Linked DNA regions of Macaca mulatta: all the other regions are linked to region 2. The links are chromatin contacts, called in public Hi-C maps. All regions are on one chromosome and are shown on one strand. The core of a region is the stretch at or near the end of the contact, and the rest is flanking DNA. Distances in the headings are between cores, read along the strand shown.

The links. Hi-C and Micro-C count contacts between places; a contact is called where the count stands out from the background.
Region 1: a Hi-C map of CD4 T cells shows a contact between it and region 2, with 2.2 times the contacts expected there. The contact joins the promoter of BRPF1 here to the promoter of TADA3 in region 2. A contact is called at or near these places in 2 of 14 Hi-C or Micro-C datasets (CD4 T cells and liver).
Region 3: a contact with region 2 is called in a Hi-C map of fetal cortex germinal zone, with 1.8 times the contacts expected there. The contact joins the promoter of OGG1 here to the promoter of TADA3 in region 2. A contact is called at or near these places in 2 of 14 Hi-C or Micro-C datasets (blood and fetal cortex germinal zone).

The regions. Positions count from the first base shown.
Region 1 is chr2:148,515,315-148,518,014 of T2T-MMU8v2.0, reverse strand. It overlaps BRPF1 (bromodomain and PHD finger containing 1), which reads right to left and starts at 1,386. Exons shown (of 13, transcript XM_077993359.1): 1 at 961-1,386.
Region 2 is chr2:148,577,588-148,580,287 of T2T-MMU8v2.0, reverse strand. TADA3 (transcriptional adaptor 3) reads left to right here and starts at 1,284. Exons shown (of 9, transcript NM_001266137.1): 1 at 1,284-1,531; 2 at 2,250-2,483. The coding sequence starts at 2,277. ARPC4 (actin related protein 2/3 complex subunit 4) reads right to left here and starts at 1,231. Exons shown (of 6, transcript XM_028844403.2): 1 at 1,188-1,231.
Region 3 is chr2:148,533,365-148,536,064 of T2T-MMU8v2.0, reverse strand. It overlaps OGG1 (8-oxoguanine DNA glycosylase), which reads right to left and starts at 1,333. Exons shown (of 7, transcript NM_001434454.1): 1 at 856-1,333; 2 at 90-337. The coding sequence starts at 992.

The DNA.
Region 1 (2,700 bases), core at 137-2,636, 62 kb after region 2:
CAACATTAACTGAGTGACTACCAAGTGCCAGACCCTAAGGGTACAAACACGAACGCGACAATCTAGGCATGCTCAGCTCCACGGTGGTCCGCAGGGGCCCTCCCTTCCCCCTCCCCAACATTCCTGGGTGAGTGTAGACAGCAGATGGCACCAGGCCTCAGGAAGCCCAGCTTGGTCAGAGACTGCCCCAATTTCTCTCGGCCTAGTTGAGTTCAACAATTCAGCTAGGGGCTTGGCACCATCCCAGCAGGGCAGGGCTATCATGAGCTCCCTGACAAAATAACCCCTCTTGGCCTCTCCACCTGTGCCTTAACCAGGCAAGTGGGCTGCTCCAGCTCTTCTGTCAACAGCTCCTGACTATCACATCAGTAACGCTACACGTCCAACTGCAACTCTCTTCTACTTCCTACCTGCGGCTGTGTCTTTAAACACAAACCAACCGAAGCACAAACAAGCTCTCCTCTTTCCAAGCTGGGTCCCGGGTGAATGGCTCCCAAAGCAGCACAGTGAATCCGGCAATCTCCCCTTGGAACCCGGCAGCAGAGGCACAGGCGACGGAGACGAGAACTGTGACCAGAAAGCCCGTGGGGAGGGCCCAAGGAGAATGGCGGCTGCATCTGCCCCAGAAGCTCAGGGGGCTGGAGGAAGTAGGGGGCGGGGGCCGGAGGGATAGGGCTGGGCCCCGGCAGTGCCCGCAGCCCACTCTCCGGATGCGGCGGCGTTTCCCCTTTGTGGAAGTGTAACAAGTGAAACAAGGCTCCCCTCCTGCCACTGGCCAGAGCAGCCCCGAAAGACATACTGTTGCCCCGGGATGCCTGCTGGGAAGCAATGCACTGTCAGTTCTCCCAGCTGGAGTTGCCAGAGAGGCTCCCGGGCCACGCGGCTCAGTGCGCGCCCCACGAACGTAGCCTACCCCTTCCCTGCCGGCCACTCCCGCCCTGGTCCCAGGCCCGCACTCACCGGCCACCTCGAGTCCGGGCTCATCGCCGGGGGCGCCCGCCGGGGCTCCGACCCCACTTGGGGAGGCCGGCGGGGAAAGTCGGGCCGGGAAGGGGGAGCCCCAACTCCGGAGACCTTAGACCTCGCCACCTCGGCCCCCTGCCGCCCCACGCTTTGGTCCCGGCTCCCCGGGATTCTTGCGCTGACCCCTGCCGCTCCCGGTCCCGCCGGCGCCCTGGGGTCTCAACTCCGTCGGCAGCCGCCCGTTTCGCGAGCCCTTAGGATGCCCGGTCTCGGGACCGGGCGCCGCTGGAACAATGGAGGCTCCCAGAGGCAGCGCGAGGACAGCGGCGGCGGAGACCGTGGCGGCAAAGGCTGTGGCAGCGGCGGCGGCAGCAGCGGCGGCGACGGCGTCTGCGCAGGGTAAACGTGGCTCCGCGGCGCTGCTGAGTTGCACTTTCGCCACGGATCCCCGCCCGCCTGCTGAGGCTCGAAAGACCGTTCTCTGGGATTCAGAAAGGACCCTGGACGCCCCACAGGGCTTCTCTAGCTCTCTCATTTTAGAGTGGAGTTTCTGGAGACTGAAGTCACCGTATTCGGGATCCGGGGTCGTCGGGCGGTTTGTGGCGAATCTGCAGCCACGGACGGTGAGCGCGGGGCTGGGGGTGAGGAGCCCGCCCTTCTCCCCTCCCCCTCTGCCTCCTCCCTCTCCGCTCCCTGCCTCCTGCTGGCGCCGCGGCTGCGGGAGGGACCTGGCCTTGGTCTCGGAGGAAGGCGGTGAGGCGGGGCCAGAGTCACGGGGCGGGACTGGGGGCAGGGCCGGGAGCAAGAGGGATGGGAGCTGGAGCCTAAGGGACCGGGAGTTGTGGGTAGGACCGGGGCGGGGCTGGAAATTAGACGGGTCTGTGGGGCGGGGCTTGTGAGGAGGGGGCGGGGCTACTGTACAGCGGGGGCCCTGTTAGAATAGCGAGGTAAAAAGTGGGGTTAAACAGAAGAGGAGTACTCATGAGAGAAAGGGCGGAGCTTTGGACGAGTCTGGAAAGTGGAGCTGGACTAGAAATAAAGAACAGAGTTGGAAAAAACGACGCGAGGCTGAAGGGAGTAGGCGAGGCTTGGGAAGGCAGCGGGCGGAGCTGTGTGGAAAGGGCGGGACCGATTAGGGATAACGGGGCGTGACAGAAGGAAAGGGAAGAAACTCGGAAAAAGTAAAGGAGAGGTGCTAGAGAAAAGGTATGGGTCTGAGAGAAGGGGCTGGTTTGGGGCCGGTGGGTGTGAAAGGGCTTGTGTCTGGTAAAGCGGCGGGAACTCTGTGGGTTGGCACGGATGTGCTGCGGGTTGCTGGTTGGAAGATGGTGCCAAAACAGCTGATTTAATGTGAGTGGGCCACCTCCTAGCAATGTGAACGTGGGCAAGTTCAGTTCTTCAAGTTCCTTATTTGTAAAACAGAGCTCGAAAATTCTATTGCTAGCTCTTGAGGGTTTCAGAGAACTTGGATGGCAGGGGAGACATCCTTAAATAATACTCCAGTTTTGTCATCAAAGAGGAGCGTGAAAGGGTCTTCTAGGGTTCTGCGACAAAGTCCAAAGCATCTGAAAGCTTCTCTCTTATCTTAATGCAAACTTTGCATTTGACCCACTAAAATGTCTGTTTTCTAAAAACCATCCCAATAAAATCGACATGCCAGGAAGAGGTTTGCTGATTAAGATCTTGGAATCTGAAGTCAAACTGATGAATTCTCTTAAACAAATGATTCATCCTCTC
Region 2 (2,700 bases), core at 35-2,534:
AAAAGGGAGGACTTTCAGGAAGGGAGGGATGAGCAGTATCACAGCTAACAAACACTAGGGCTGACACAGTTCAGTTCTGACCAGGAGGGGCCTGAATGGAAGCAACACGAGAGATCCTCCAGTGGGGTGGAAGCAGGGCTGGAGGTACCAAGAGTGGGATAAGGAAGTGTGGCCGCCTGCCTTAAGCAACTGTAGGGTCAGGAAGGCAGAAGACAAAGGGCGTATTTAGTGAAGCTCTACTGTGGACAGGCAGATGGACCCGCTACATGCCTCAGCGGCCCTTCGACGGGCTAAGAGGCCGACTACGTACCCTCGAAACGCTCCAAAGAGCCTAGGAAGCCCCACTTCCAGCTTCCTCCAGGGCTCAGTAAAAGCCCCTACCTGCTTGGAAGGCTGATCACGAAGCCGCAAGGCCCGCTTCAAACCAGGGAGTACCCCTACTCGCCCCTTCCTCACCTCGGGCCCCCGCCCTCTTTCTCCCACCCTCATGGTGTCCCCACAACCCCCGGGCATCCCTCAGCCCCGCGCCCCTGCGGCAAAGCCACATCTCCCACCGACCCACTGCCCTGAGGCTGAACAGCTGGGGGTCCCTGGCCGGGGGCCCGGCTCTCTCACCATCGCGGGCGCTGGCTGGGCCGGAAAGCGGAAGTACGGAAGTGGCCAGCCCCGCGATGCCTGCCCTTTCGCGAGAAGCGCAGCCTCTGTCTCCGCCCGGACTTCCGGATGGTACCATCTATGCTCTGAGCGGGATAGGGAACCCTTGCGAACGCTTGGCCCTTCCGGAAGTTTTCCACCTAGGGCTGTCTCGGTATCTTTAAACTCTTGCACTCGAGTCACTACTTAAGCTTCTCCAGGAATGGGAGCAGCTCCCCTTTGTGCCTTCGGCCTTCTTGTTACCTTTGCCACAGCCTCCCCCCAGGTATGCAATGGTACAGCCCAGCTTCAGATTGGGCACCAAATTAGGACAAGCTGAAGCGGAGGAGCCCTTCGTTTCTTCCGGTTCTGTGCCCCCATCCTTTCTCTCGCCCCTCCTACCCGCAGCTCCTGGGGCTCAGCGGCGCTAACTGCAGCGCCGAGATCTCCGCCGCCAAGCCCCGCCTCCCGCCTCCCGCCCCGGGCTATGCCCTGGGGCGCGCCTGAGGCCAACCACCCGCACCCCACCTCTAGCGGGCTTGCTCGAGGCCCACCTTCTCCCCACCCCCGGCAAACTTCAGTAGGCTCGCCCTCGCTGACTCCCCGCCCCCGCGTCAACTGCAAGGGGCCCGCCCATAGCCAGTTCCGGGGCGGTTGCTCCCGTCGACCGGAACTCCCCGCCCCCTCCCGCGGCCCTGGGGCCGTAGGAGGCCGCAGTGAGGAGGTAGAGGGGGCGGGGGTCGCGCTAGGGTGTCCCTAGAGAACGAGGACTCTGAAGGCGGGACATTTGGACGACCCCCGGGCGGGGCCAGCCATTAAATAGTCCCATTTCTGTGCCAGACACTGAACTGGGCTCTTGACGGGCATCATCTCTTAATCCTCAGAACATCCCAGGGAGGTAGGTACCGTTGTTATCCCCATTTTTCAGATTCAGACTTTTAATGGGGAAACAGACCGAGACTTCTTTTGTTCCCATTTTACAGATGGAAAAACTGAGACTCAAAAAGGTTAAACAACATGTTCGGGGCACATAAGTAGAGAATGGTAAAGCCTGGACTTGAACCCGGGTCTGTCTGGCTTACCAGCCCACGTTCTAAACCACTATTAGTGACTAGAGAAGGGAGAAAGGTGGAGTAGGATAAGAAAAGAGGCCAAGAGTCCCAGAGAACATGGTAAGAATGGGGTGCTTGGAACTCAAAGTCTTAGCAGAACCCAAGAGAAATAGAAGGGAAGGAAAGAGCATCAGAAAGGCAAGGCAATGCATAGTAATATAGCATGGTGATCAGGGGTGCAGACTCAATATAGCGGGGTTCAAATTGCATCTTGGAAGCATAGGCACATACCCACCCTTACAGAGTCTCAGTTTCTTTCTCTGTAAAGAGATCACAACGGTCCTTGTTCATGGTGCTGAGTGAGAAATTAAGTGAGATAAGCTGATAAAGTGCTTTGCGCCTAGCTTGGTACACAGTTAAGTGCCCTGTGAGTAGGAACTGTGCCATCAATTTTGTCAGTAAGGGACTGAAGCCTGGCTTGCTTGAGACTGTCCCTGGAGGTAAGAAGCCCTTGGGCTTTTCTCAGACCCCTTTGTCTCCCATCAATGGCCCTGTCCTCTCCAGCCCCACAGGATCCCCATATCCTGGGCCATGAGTGAGTTGAAAGACTGCCCCTTGCAGTTCCATGACTTCAAGTCTGTGGATCACCTGAAGGTCTGTCCCCGCTACACGGCAGTGCTGGCGCGATCCGAGGATGATGGCATCGGCATCGAGGAGCTGGACACCCTGCAGCTGGAGCTTGAGACCCTGCTGTCTTCTGCCAGCCGGCGCCTGCGTGTGCTTGAGGCCGAAACCCAGGTGATACCCCAGAGAGGGGCCATCACCAGAGATGGACTGCAACAAGTTATGGGATGGGTCATTGAGTTAGCTCCATATGCTGAAACCTGGGATACAGGGGTTTATGGGGAGAGGGAGAGAGACCCAAACTGGGTTTGCATGACACAAAAAATACACAAGAATATGCATGATCCTCTTAAATTGCAAGATTTCTAATTCGGTACACTTTTTTTGGCAT
Region 3 (2,700 bases), core at 84-2,583, 44 kb after region 2:
TAATCCCCATTTTACAGGTGGTAAAACTGAGTCATAGAGAAGTAACTTATGTCCAAGAACCCTAACCCCAGCCCAGGTCCTGTACTCACCTTGGAATTTCTGAGCCACCTCTTGGAAGTGGGAGTCCACAGAACCCCAGTGGTGATACAGTTGAGCCAGGGTGACATCTAGCTGGAAGTACTTGCGCACGGCCTCCAGCTCGTCTGGTGTGGGCCTGCCAGGCTGGCTCTTGTCTCCTCGGTACACAGTGCAGTGGAGCTGCTCCTCAGTCTGAGTCAGTGTCCATACTTGATCCGCTAGTACACCACTCCAGTGTGCAGGACTTTGCTCCCTCCACCTAAGCCCCAGGCACACGACAACCCTGGCACTCAATTTCCTTTCTTGCACCCTTTGGGGTCCCTCCCATCCTACAATCGCTCCATGTACAAAACTGATACAAGTAAAAGTGCTATCTTCCAGTCTGGGCAACATGGTGAAACCTCACCTCTACAAAAAATACAAAAATTTAGCCGGGCATGGCACACACCTGTATTCCCAGCTACTCGGGAGGCTGCGCCCGGGGGTCGAGGCTGGAATGGGCCTCTGCATTCCTACCTGAGCAATAGAGTGAGACACTGTCTCAAAAAAAGAAAAACAAGTACTGTTATCTTCTGCATCGGTTATACCGCTAAATCCTTACAATATCACTGCACAGACATATTAAAGGGAACAGCCTGGCCACCCGTGCTTGTTTCCTCTTTTGTACCCCGGGGTTTCTTCCATCACCCCCCAAATTCCTTTGTACCCCATGCCGGGCAGTGCTGAGGCTGCAGGAGCCAGTCCCAGGGGACGGGCTTCCCAGGCGCAGTCACTCACCGGAAGGACTGTCCAGAAGGCAGAACCAGGTCCAGGCGCAGCTCAGAGCGAGGGCACGGGATAGAGGCCCACAGGGCAGGAGCGGAGGCTAGAGTACGATGCCCCATGCGCCTGGGCAGAAGCGCGCGGGCCGGCATTTCCACAGCAGGAGCCGCCCACAGCAGCCCCGCCCACCCAGAACCAGGCCTAGTCGGCGCCCAAAGACCCCGCCCAGACAAGGACCATGCCCCTTAAGGCCTAGCCCACAGGGTCCTGATTAACGACCTTCCTCGTTTCACTTAATTCCTCCACCTCCTGCATGCCTCGCCCTTTGCGGGTCATCAAAGCCCCGCTTCGTGCCCCAATCCTCCGGCTTTCCTGAGGTGTAGGTCCCGCCTCCTCCTTCCGACTTATCCTCTCCCGCCCCCCGAGCCTCTGGGCGCGCACAGCTGTGTTCTTCTGAGTTCTCCAGTGGCCGACCACGCCACCACCGGAAGTAGTGCTCAAGCACTGCGTATTTGACCTAGAGGTAGCCAATCCGAGGAGGAAGTGGGAGGCGCCAATGAGAAATCAGGGTGGGCGGGCCGTTCCGAGGCGCCCGCGCTGTTGGCGCGCACTGGGCTGTCTGCCCGCTGTTGGCCTTTCCCCCACCGGGATTGTCTGCACTAACGAGTTCCATCCGGGCTAACGAGTTCCATCCGGGCGCCCCGCGGTTCCTCAGGGCTGTCCGTCTTCAGAGCCACGTCCTTTCCCAGCCTGTCCTCCGAGAGCCGTTCTCCCCTGAGCCTTTCCAGTCTTAGGCGTTCGCCCTCCTTGGGCCGCCTCCCACGAACCCTATCTTCACCAAGAACTGGAGCGAGCACAGCTCAGGCCCTAGAGCCCTCGGGAAGTGTCTCCAGAGTATTCTCTTTTGCGCCCGCCCGCTAAGTTTGTCCCCTTCAAGACCTTTAGGCGTCCTCTGAGACCTCAGGACTTCAGAGGCGTCTCCTCGGATTGTCCCGCCGGCCGCCACAGCTGCTGCCTGCAGTTTTGGGCATTCATTCCTTCCATACTCCATCTGCTCATGCTTTCCTCAGAATAGGGCCTGTGCCGGGGGTTTGTCTGGGGCTGGGCCCAGAAGCCCATCAGGTTGAGTCCAAGTCCCAGTGTATGGCCCTGAGGCAGCCAGCCTCGTCCAGCCGCCTGGAGCAGGAGGATGGATTATGTAATGTCTTCCCTTCTGGCGAATGATGTGAAAAAGCAGGGAGCTAAGAGATACGAACTTTACTGGGCCATTCTCACCTTCTAGCATAGGGATTTGGGGTTGCTGTATCTTAACTGTCAGGCTGCAGGTTTTTTTTTGAGACGGAGTCTCACCCTGTCGCCCGGGCTGGAGTGTGATGGTGCGATCTGGGCTCACTGCAACCTCCGCCTCCCGGGTTCAAGCGATTCTCCTGCTTCAGCCTCCCAAGTTGCTGGGACTACAGGCGTGCACCACCACGCCCAGCTAATTTTTGTATTTTTAGTAGAGATGGGGTTTCACATCTTGGCCAGGATGGTCTCGATCTCTTGACCTCGTGATCTAGCCGCCTCGGCCTCTTGAAGTGTTGGGATTACAGGCGTGAGCCACTGCACCCTGCCCAGACTGCAAGTTCTTAAAGAGCAACATCTGCAGCGGATTGACCCTTATATCCCAGCCAGAGACCTAGCAGAGTGTACCGTGAGCATGGAATCAACATCAGACCAATGCCATCATTGTGTCAGTGCCACTCCTCAGTGGCTGCAAGCTCTGGGCCGCCCCTTTTTCCTGTGACTGTTCCTATCTGTAGGCATGCCACCCCACAGGCGCCTAGCACTTGGAAGGCATTCCTTCAATAAATGTCGGTG